2 separate regions of the Mus musculus genome follow, and region 2 is linked to region 1. A link is a contact called in public Micro-C data. All regions are on one chromosome and are shown on one strand. Each heading gives the region's core, a stretch centred on a gene start, on an enhancer-like site or on the middle of the called end of the contact. The rest is flanking DNA. Distances are from core to core; before and after follow the strand shown. Region 1 holds the start of Cldn7 (claudin 7). Region 2 holds the start of Eno3 (enolase 3, beta muscle).

Evidence for each region. Hi-C and Micro-C count contacts between places; a contact is called where the count stands out from the background.
Region 2: a Micro-C map of embryonic stem cells shows a contact between it and region 1. The contact joins the promoter of Eno3 here to the promoter of Cldn7 in region 1. A contact is called at or near these places in 1 of 39 promoter capture datasets (liver), 1 of 484 Hi-C or Micro-C datasets (embryonic stem cells), 1 of 115 datasets of contacts at active chromatin or transcription factors (fetal liver) and 1 of 9 other capture datasets (liver).

What each region holds. Positions count from the first base shown.
Region 1 is chr11:69,962,410-69,967,827 of GRCm38.p6, forward strand. It overlaps Cldn7 (claudin 7), which reads left to right and starts at 3,012. Exons shown (of 4, transcript NM_016887.6): 1 at 3,012-3,740; 2 at 4,534-4,698; 3 at 4,811-4,895; 4 at 5,146-5,418. The coding sequence starts at 3,518. The coding sequence ends at 5,308.
Region 2 is chr11:70,654,953-70,660,370 of GRCm38.p6, forward strand. Eno3 (enolase 3, beta muscle) reads left to right here and starts at 2,224. Exons shown (of 12, transcript NM_001136062.2): 1 at 2,224-2,315; 2 at 2,920-3,006; 3 at 3,213-3,308; 4 at 3,437-3,495; 5 at 3,643-3,712; 6 at 4,076-4,209. The coding sequence starts at 2,922. It also overlaps a transcript of Pfn1 not described here.

The DNA.
Region 1 (5,418 bases), core at 1,762-4,261:
GTGTGCATGTGTGTGTATGCATGTGTGTGTATGCATGTGCGTGTGTGCATGTGTGTGTTTGCATGTATGAGTATGTGTGCATGTGTGTGTGTGTGCATGTTTGTGTGTATGCATGTGTGAGTGTGTGTGCATGTGTGTGAGTGTGTGTGCATGTGTGTGTATGCATGTGTGTGTGTGCGTGTGCATGTGTGTATCTGTGTCTGAGTGCATGCAAGAGCCAGATTAGTCAGAAGCAGTATTGGACCTGGGCATGATGAGATGCTCCTCCTGCTCCAGCCGCTCCTCCTCACACCCAAGGGTTTCTCTGTGTAGCCCTGGCCGCCGTCCTGGAACTCACTCTGAGGACCAGGCTGGCCTTTAAGTCAGAGATCTAACTGCCTCTGCCTCCCTAGTGCTGGGATGAAGGGCGTGCGCCACCACTGCCTGGCACACTCCAGCTCCTTTAATCACAGTAGTCAATTGGCAGAAGCAGGAGGAGCCCTGTGAGTTCAAGGTAGTCTGGTCTACATAGCAAGTTTCAGAACAGCCATGGCTACAAAGAGACTTTGTCTCAAAAAAAATGAAATAAATAAAACATTAATAATAATAATAATACAAGAGGCATCAGACCACCTAGAACTGGAGTTACAGAAGGTTGAGTCACTATGTGGATGTTGAGGACAGAACACTGGTCCCCTGCAAGAATAGACAGTGCTTTTAACTGCTGAGCTGTCTCCCAAGCCCCCCACACAGTGACTTTTTAAAAAGAATGGTAAGATTTAAGTAGAGGTAAAGAGAGTACCTCTGGGGAGTGAACTTAGGAAAGGGTGGGAGCAGGGAGATTGGTTTGGAGGCAGTTGTAGTCTCCAGGTAATAACTAGGTAATAGCTAGGCATATGGCGGTGATGGTGACTGCCAAATATACAAACAAATGTTGGACTTTCAGAGCTGGAAGGCACTCCCCTTCTGGAAGGCTGGCTTTAAACTGTCTATTTTTCTGCCTCCATCTACCAAAAGCATGCACCAACCACATCCAACAAGAAAACCACCTTAAAAACAAAAGAAAACAAAACAAATCCCAGTTGTGTATAGTAGCCCACATCTATGATCCCAGCATTGGGAAGTAGAGCCAGGTGGCCCACTTGTGAAGTCCAGGCCAGCCTAGTCTATATAGTGAACTTTAACTAGATGGAGCTGCAGAGTGAGATCCTGTCTCAAAAGTACCAACTCACCAACCTTTCAACCAACGAACAAAAAACAGAAACAAACCATCTCAGAAAATAACCCAAAAGGTAAAAAATAGACACAAATAACAAAGTTCACAAAGTTCTGCATTTTATACAAAAGCAGGTTAATTGGCTGAACAAGAAGGGCATTAAATATGTTTACTGGATAAATGGAGGATTTACATAGAAATGTGTAAGGGAAAGGAGAAGGTGTTGACTTTAAAAAACTAGCAAGAGAGAGGGTCTGGAGAATGGGCTCAGTGGTTAAGAGCACTGCTCTTCCAGAGGACCTGGGTTCAAATCCTAGGACCCACACACACATCTGTCACAAGCTTCACAGAAACATAATACATGCAGGGAAAACACCAGTGCACATAAACGTAAATAAAAAACCAAAAAACTAGCAAAAGGAAGAAAGACCTGTGAAGGTCTGAGAGGTGGAAGGAGGTTGTAGGAGAGGTAGACTGGAAGAAAGAACTAGAAAGAGTTCAGGGGGGCAGTGATGGACACACTGGGCTACTGGGCTCCAAGGGTCTGGAGGGAGCAACCTTAGTCTGGAAGTGTGTGTGTGTGTGTGTGTGTGTGTGTGTGTGTGTGTGTGTGTGTTGGGGGGGGTGAATAAAAATGCAGAAGGCAGGAAAAGGGGAAAGATAAATGAGAACCTTAGAAGCCAAGCTGGGAGGAAGGATGGTCAAAGTTCTGGGAAAGCTGGAAGGAGTGGAGGCTGAGCTAGGCTTTCTATTTTTTTTTTTAAGATTTTATTATTATATTTAAATACACTGTAGCTGTCTTCAGACACACCAGAAGAGGGTGTCAAGATCTCATTATGGATGGTTGTGAGCCACCATGTGTTTACTGGGACTTGAACTCAGGACCTTTGGAAGAGCAGTCAGTGCTCTTAACCCCTGAGCCATCTCCCCAGCCTTAAGCTAGACTTTCTAAGGGATGAATTAAGATGCTAGAGTGGGTCGGAGGGCACCGAAAGGGCACACAAACAGGTCCCCGGAAGCTCAGAATGAAGGAAAGAGAAAGTGTGTGGATGGAGAAGGAAGTGAGGAAAATGAAGGTAAACCAGAAATGACAACCTGGGGAGGGGAATGTTGGGCGTGTCGTGTCAGACTCTCTGACCTAGGTCTTACCCTTCTCCCCACCCTCGGAAAACTCCTTCGGGTAGAAGGAGCCTCTATGTTGGAGGAGACACTGACAGGCTCAGGTGCTAAGTCCTGTACCTACCTGGTCCTGGGACCAGGCCTGTGGGAGGACTGTCGGAGAGCCGTGTCTTGTGGAGGGCTTGAGCGGTGAAGCGGTAGGTTGCTAGACTGTCTGAGAGTAGAAATTCCTAGAAGGGTGCATGCAGCACGGGTGATTTTACCGTAATGGGTTAGGGCCCCTGATGATGAGACAGGCCTTGGTAGGAGACTAAAGAAAAAAAGAGCTGAGAGTGGAGACGAAAGTCGGGCTGGACAAGTGGCACGCGCCGAAACCTGCAGGGGAAGGATGGCGAGGAGCCTTTCCAGGGGCGTCTGAGGGTACTGGCTCCGCAGCGACCCAGGCGCACCTGTATGGAAAGGAGAGGAAGGGGCCACTTGGAGTCTGCAGGGCAGACTCCGACCCCAGGGACTTCTGAGAAGCCGTCGCCTATTTCCCATCAACGGTTAGAGCCAGGCAAATGAAGGGGCGTGACCCTGGAGCTCAGGTTTCTTCCTCTTCACCTGGACGAGGAGGGGGTAGGGGCCAAGACTTCCGGTTCAGGTGAGTGTCCCTTCAGTGACGTCAGGTCACTCGACTGCCCCTCTGGTCCCGCCCAAGTTGCAGCGCTCCGGGTGCCTGCGGGGGCGCGTCCCCGACGTCCTGCATATATATACTCAGGTGCGCCGCACCTGCTCGCCCGCACCTGCCGCCGCACCGCCAGCTCCCTGTGCCGCGCACCGCAGCCTGGGGCCCAAGGGCCCGCATACTTTCTGGGGGCCACGCCCTAACGGCCCCTCCACTTCTTTGGGTAGTCTCGGAGCACGCCGGTAGGAACCGCCCGGCCTTCGGGGACCGCTTTTGTCTGGAACCAGTCCTTCGGGCGAAGCCGGTTCCCTCTGCTGTGAGAGTGTCGCTTCACCGGAGGGGACGATTTGTGTTTACCTCGGTTAACAAGATTTGTAGTTACCCGGTCCAAAAAAAAATCTTTTTCTCCTTTGGGTGACTTAAATCTCTATCCAAATTTTCTTGTGTTGCTGCTCCCCGGATTTTTGTTTTTTTGTTTTTTTGCTTTACTGTAGGGTCGCCCTCCCGGCGCGTCCCGTCTTTTCTGAGACAAGGAAATGGCCAACTCGGGCCTGCAACTGCTGGGCTTTTCAATGGCCATGCTTGGCTGGGTGGGCCTGATAGCGAGCACTGCCATCCCTCAGTGGCAGATGAGCTCCTATGCGGGCGACAACATCATCACAGCCCAGGCCATGTACAAGGGGCTCTGGATGGAGTGCGTCACGCAGAGCACCGGCATGATGAGCTGCAAAATGTACGACTCGGTGCTCGCCCTGCCGGGTAAGGCCGTGGGACCGACGGGGCGGACGTGCCCAGGGTCAAGGTGGCCGGGTTGGGTGTGGGGCAGGGCCCAGGCCGCACTGCCCGGCGCCCGGGGTTGCCAGGGAGGAGGAAGTGGACGCCTTGGGCTCAGTCGGTGGGACAGAGAGAGAGCGTGCCTGGGATCTGATCTGGGTGTCCCACGTGGGTCCACGCCCCTCTGCCCAGATTTTTTTTGGGGGGGTTTCCTGGGCGAAGCACCCCCCAACCCCTGGCAGTCAGTGGTCTCTCTCTTCCCCTGCTTCTTTCTCTGGACAAAAGGAGAAGAGGGACGGAGGTTCTCAGGGCCGCGGAATCGTGCCCTCGTTAGACGTGGGACCGTACTTGTGGCCTCTAATCTTATCGGCCGATTAGCTGAAGCCACAAACTCGGTGGCCTCGATAGCGGGGCCAAAGCTAGGACACGCGCCGGCTGGTGTGGCTGGAGCGAGGGCCTTAGCCGCCACCTGCACTTCTCTTTCGCCCCCTTTCTCCCTTCCCCCCTACCTGGAACGGTTTCATCGAAACCTTGGCGCCCCGGGCGGGTTCTGGAGCGCAGGGCGGGGCGGGGAGCGGAAAGGACTTGGTGGCGGGATGGGGGCGGGAACCGTCTGCACAAGGCCTGCCTTGGACTAGGGGGCCCCAGGCTGCCGGCGGAACCAGACAGGCGGACCACGGTCCAGGGGTTAGTGGGCGCGGTCTGCAGCACTAAGGCTGGCGCCATCCTAAGGCTACCTGCCATTTCCAGCAATGACCGCCGCCTTCCTCCCCTGCAGGAGCCCTGCAGGCCACTCGAGCCTTAATGGTGGTGTCCCTGGTGTTGGGCTTCTTAGCCATGTTTGTCGCCACGATGGGCATGAAGTGCACACGCTGTGGGGGAGATGACAAAGCGAAGAAGGCCCGAATAGCTATGACTGGAGGCATTGTTTTCATTGTGGCAGGTGAGCCTCAAGGGTCCAGGGTGGGACCAAGGGGCTCAGTCTTTCACCCAGAAGAGCATAGTCAAGATCTTGGTCTGGACACCCAATACCAGAATCTTCTTTCTCTTTCTAGGTCTTGCTGCCTTGGTAGCATGTTCCTGGATTGGTCATCAGATTGTCACAGACTTTTATAACCCCTTGACGCCCATGAACGTTAAGTAAGTCTCCAGTCTAAAGAACCAGTAAGAACCAGATTATGCTGGGCGTGGTAGCACACGCCTTTAATCCCAGTACTTGGGAGACAGAGGCAGGCGGATCTCTGAGTTCGAGGCCAGCCTGGTCTACAAAGTGAGTTCCAGGACAGCCAAGGCTACACAGAGAAACCCTGTCTTGAAAGAACAAACAAAAAGATTATGTGGACTTGGGAGACATCAGGTCCGTTTTGACTCCAATCTTTTCTCCCTACAGGTACGAGTTTGGACCTGCCATCTTTATCGGCTGGGCAGGGTCTGCTCTGGTCCTTCTGGGAGGTGCCCTGCTCTCTTGCTCCTGTCCAGGCAGTGAAAGCAAAGCTGCGTACCGAGCACCCCGCTCTTACCCCAAGTCCAATTCCTCCAAGGAATACGTGTGAGCTGGGGAGCCCAGCCTGCGGGCAGGGTGGGAGGCAAAGGCCTCCTGGCCACTCCACCTCCAAACATCATGTATAGTTTGCTTGGGGGGAGGGCAGTTGGGGGGTTACTG
Region 2 (5,418 bases), core at 974-3,473, 690 kb after region 1:
AGAAAATTAGTAAGGTTGAGCAAGTTGAAGTGGGTTCGGGGAACCCAGGGTTAAACCGAATCATTCCTCCACCCCCCAACCCCCACCTCCGCGGGAGGGAAGGAACGGCGGGCGGCGGCGCGTGCGCCCGCGCCTGCGCCGGGGCAGTGAGAAGCCAGCGCGTGGGGCGGTTGGGGCTAGCGGCTTGGCTGCGTGAGCGCGCGCCTGGCGGGACACATTTGGACCATCCGAGGAGGGAAGACGCGTCCCCAGCAGTCGGGACGGGCAGACGCCCCGGGTTGGGCCCTGCTGCCTTCTCCACATTTATCTAAACGATAAGGGAGCAAAAGTGAAATCGATATAATACTCTAGTCATTTTCAGTACTAAAGGTCTCTCCAACCAGGGCACCTGTCCCAACCGTCTGCCATGTACAGCGCACACGTTGGGTTCATTCGAGCGCGTCCCTAGATTCCCGAGGAATCATTCCCTTCGCTGGATCCGCTCCAGCTCAGCCTCGCCCCATGCCTGAACCCTGTCTACAGAGGTCACTGAATAGGGGCGCCACCCGGGTGACACGACGGGACTCATTTTTCAAGGCGGAAGAATACTAAAGTACCAAGGATGACAACTTTTATAAGAAGAGGAAAGTCCCCTCTACTTTGGACGCACTGGGGCTTTCTTCTTTTCCAGAAAAACTTTTGCTAAGTATTTATGTGCGGTCAGCTCACTCGCCGCCGAGCAGGTCTAGGGGCGAATGGCAGGCCACTGAGGCTGGAGGGAGTAAAGGAGTCACCCGGGACCCTGGCCTCCGAGGGGCTCGGCCGCTTCCGGTCCCTCGGAGGAGGGGCGCCAGGGTGTGCAGCCTCTCCCAGTGGAAGTACTTGGTTCGCTGCCTTTTGGAGCCGGGTTGGGTTCCCTGACGTTCATCCCCAAATTCTGGCTCCCCACGCCCCCCAGCCGAGGTTCTTCGACAGCCGCGTGGCTGAGTCACGGGCGGGGCCGCGCTGGGGCACGTGGCGGCCTGCGCCCGCCATCCCTTGACCTCTGATCTGCGCGCCTCCTGCCCGGGGGTGGAAAAATCCCGCAGGGAGCGGCAGGAGATAAGAGAGGAGGGGCGGGACAGGGACGCCACGACAGGTGGGGACCCTAGGGTGGAGGCAAGGAGGGCGACCCCGTGGGGAGGGCCGACGGGGAGGAGCGCTCGAGAGCCGGCCGCCGCGTGAGTCACCAGCTCCAGCGCCGGCGAGTGAAAAGATGAGGCGCCCTGGGAAACCAGCCGGCCCGCCAGGCTCCCACAAAACGCGGAGCAGACCCCACACTAGCCCTAGACCCCTAGACCTGCTAAGGCGGAGAGAGTTACCGAGTGCAGAGATTCACTTCCTGCGGTGCTGCAAATGGATGGACAGAGTGGCCACAGGCGTCCAAGAGCTTACAAAGGGTCATCCCCTTTTCACGTCCATTCATGGTTTTGTTTTGTTTTTTCCATTCGTGATATAACACCATTCTTTGATAGGCAAGGATTGAGCGCTGAAGCGCCCACAGTCGGTGGGGAAAAGGGCTCCTGACCACTTAGGCTTCACGCAGGAACATAAATGCTGTCCCAGCAGTATCTTTCGGGCGCCAGGCCAGCGCTCAGTGCTGGTCTATATTCGTCTCCTGGCCTCTCATCGCTCATCACTGGCCAAGAGAGGATAGGGTGGAGTGGTGCCGGAATGGCTGTTCTGAGGACCCTGAGAGGTGAAAGCGCAGGCCTTCTTTGGTCGAGGGGTGTCGACTTTAGACCACAGAGCTTGCTCAGCATCACTGATGCCTTCCCCCAACTGTGTGGCCTGCACCGCCTGCCTCCGAGTGAGTGGAGCACGTGTCAGTCTTGCAGCCCCCTTCCTAGGCCCCCTCCTCAGCCTGCAGGGCTCAGGTTACCCCTGGCCTTTCTAAAAGGGCACTGGTTCCTCTTTAACCTTTGCAAGAGTGGAATGTAAGTTTGAGGGGAAAGACCCTCCCATCAGAAACCTCTCTCCAGCTTTCCCAAAGAGTGAACCTCAAAGTAGAGACTTTTATTGGGGGACAGAAAGAGAATGCATAGGGACAGTCAGTAGCTTTTGAGAAGGGGGTACACGCCCCAGGGCCCCAGGTCAGGAGCTTTTGCTTCGGGCTGCAGTGGGCACTTGGCTGCCTGCCTGTGGAGGGGAGGAGGATGGAATGAGAGAGGCGGGGCTGGCTGGGGGACAGGGTGGCTTGGAGATAAATGCCCAGTCTGAGAGGGGGTGAACTGACACTGTCCCAGCTGCTACCTAGAGGAGACACTCCACTCAAAGTTCCAAGGAAGGCTTTCCAGGTTTGGTAAAAGGTTACATGGTGTGCAGGAGTGGGGTGGTGCTGGCTTGGAAAAAGTGAGGAGAATTTGGGCTTTTTTTTCTTCCTAGGACTGAGGGTACTTGAGAGAGGTCTGGTTGGAGGAAGCAGAATTAAAATACTGAGGGTTACTGACAGATACAGGAAAGAAGGCTCTGAAGAATGGGAAAGTAGATAAAATACAGTTGAGCCAGGCAGAGAGCCTGGGGTCTAGGAGGACTTGGGAATGGGACAATGGGAACCAGATAGGTTTGAGGGGGAGGAAGATGTAGCAAGCAGAGTACTTAATCATAAAGTGCAAGAAGGTGTAAGCTCCGTGAGGTGTTCAGGGAGTGGTGTCATCTTGGGAGTTATAAAGTTATGAACCCTCGATTCTCTTGATTGGAAGGGTGGAACAAGAGCTGTTCTGAGTGGGGGGGAAGGGACCAGTCTGCCTTCCTCTTTGGTCTGTGACCTTTTTATGGGGTATTTTTAGCTCCAGCACCTGCCTTCTTCGGGTGGAGAAGACTCTTAAAAGGGCAAGGGATTTCTAGTTCCTTAAGGGATCAACTGTCCACTCTTGCTCACTCACATCTCCTGTGGTGCAGCCATGGCCATGCAAAAAATCTTCGCCCGGGAAATCCTGGACTCCAGGGGCAACCCCACGGTGGAGGTGGACCTGCACACAGCCAAGGGTAACACAGGCTTGTTTTGCCTCAGAAAACCCTCAACCTCGTCCTGTCCTTCATCAGAGATTCCCTCCCCTCCCCCCTTCTCTTCCTGGCTCCAAGGCTGGGGGAAGCAGGGGTTTCTCTGTATTTACTCCTATTCTTGGGTCCAGGGGAGGTGACCCCAGGCCTTTGTGGGTGGACTCCTTCTGATCTGCAGTTCCTCCCCCCAGGTCGATTCCGAGCAGCTGTGCCCAGTGGAGCTTCCACGGGTATCTATGAAGCACTGGAACTCCGAGATGGAGACAAAGCACGATACCTGGGGAAAGGTGAGCCAAGACTAACCCAGCACGGAAGGAGCCCGTGTGGGCTGACTCAGGACAGGGATAGGGGACTGGAACTCAAAGCCAAGGGCCTAACCCGCTTAGAAATCTGAACCCCATTCTCTGGCCTCCAGGAGTGCTGAAGGCTGTGGAACACATCAACAAGACTCTAGGTCCTGCTCTGCTGGAAAAGGCAAGTGGAGGAGCCAGCTCCCCCTTCCCTCCTCCCTGTGACCCCGTGCCTTCCCTCAGGTAGCCCCACTCTGAGCATTCTCACTTATCCTTCATCCTGCACATTACCTGACTGAGTCCTGAGAAATCCCACCTCTGCCTCTTCCAGAAACTAAGTGTTGTGGATCAAGAAAAAGTTGACAAGTTCATGATTGAGCTGGACGGGACCGAGAATAAGTGTGAGTGAGGTGCCAGAGGTGGGAAGGGTGTGGGGTACAGCGAGGGTGGAAGAGAAACCACTGACAGCTGCCCGGGCTCTTTCTGTCCCACATCTTGGGGCACACCGTAACTGGGTAGCCTTTTATTCATCCCACAGGCATTTCCTGAGGCCTGGCAGAAGACACATGTGAAACTCTTGGCCCAGGGATGAGGGGGTGAACTCCCAGAGAGCCACAGGCCAGGAAAGAGAGATGAGTTAACAAACTCTTAATGTTGAGTGGTCTAGGAATCTTCTTCCGGGGGTGACCAGAGGAAATATCCAAGGACTTAAGCCCCAAACCTGTAAGAGTCCTCATGCTTTCTCCCCGCTTGCCTCCCTCTAGCCAAGTTTGGGGCCAACGCCATCCTGGGTGTGTCCCTGGCTGTCTGCAAGGCTGGAGCAGCTGAGAAAGGGGTCCCTCTCTACCGACACATCGCAGATCTTGCAGGCAATCCCGACCTCGTACTCCCTGTGCCTGTGAGTGTGGCTGTGCTGAAGCTCTAGGACAGCTGCCCCTCCCTAGCTAGGAATGTTTCAGCAGCCCCCACCCCCACCCCCAGAAAATCTACCTTTTCAGATCCTGCTTTCCAAAGAAGCATTTCCTGAAATGAAATCTTTCCTACTGTGCCCCAGTCCCTCCTTCGTTCCCACCATCTAAAGCTAAGCCTCTGAGGCTTCCGTCCCTCGCCAGGTCCCTTCCAGGCTCAGGCCATTCCTGTCCAGAGCTCATTCCGTCTCCTGTCTCACTTTCGCAGTCAGTCAGATTTGAAAGCGTCTTCAGGGCAAAGCTCTCAGTACATCTTTGTATTCTCTGAGACTACTTGAAACATTGCCCTCTTAATAGTAGCCCCTTGAATTTTGCAGAAAGAGCCCCAAGTGTGCAAAGTCCTGGGTGAATGTGTGCTGTGCCATGAGCCAGCCTTGTCAAAGGCCCCAGGGCCTCAGACCCTTGGAGGAATGGCAAAGCCTTCCCCCTAGGCTAAGGTTGAGAGACTTGATGAAGCCTTCTTCCTTCCTCGGTGACCAAGTTGCACGTGTTGAGAGTGTGTCCACCATAGCTCCTTCCCCTTTGGGTGTTTACAGTCTGAAGACTGCTCCTCTACAAAGACTGCTCTTACCAGGATCCCCTAAACCTGTTCTTGTGGTTCAGCTGTGTGCCATAAACCCTGCCTCCTTGTTTATCTGTATGCAGTAACCCACTTCTCTGTTCAGCTCTATATAATAAACACGCTGGGCTCTGTGTAGTAAACACGTTGAGCTGAAGTGCTGAGGTTTTCCCATCAGAGAGCCCACTCTGTCCAGTCCCCAGCTTTTCTGTCTGTGTGTCCATCCTCTGTCTTTTCTTCATTCCCTTGCTGTCCCCGTCACTTCCATTCTTGCAGCTCTGCGTGGGCCGGAATATGTTACCATACTGGAGATACCTGGCTGGGTTCAGACCCTGGCCTTTCCCATTTTCTAGTTGTGTGATTTTAGGCAAGTTATTTAACCTCTGTCCCTCACTTTTTTCATCTGTAAAGAAGAAATAAGAGTGTACAGTTAAGCCGGGCAGTGCTGGCGCACGCCTTTAATCCCAGCACTCAGGAGGCAGAGGCAGGCGGATTTCTGAGTTCGAGGCCAGCCAGGGATACACAGAGAAACCCTGTCTCGAAAAAACAAAAACAAACAACAAACAAACAAACGCAACAA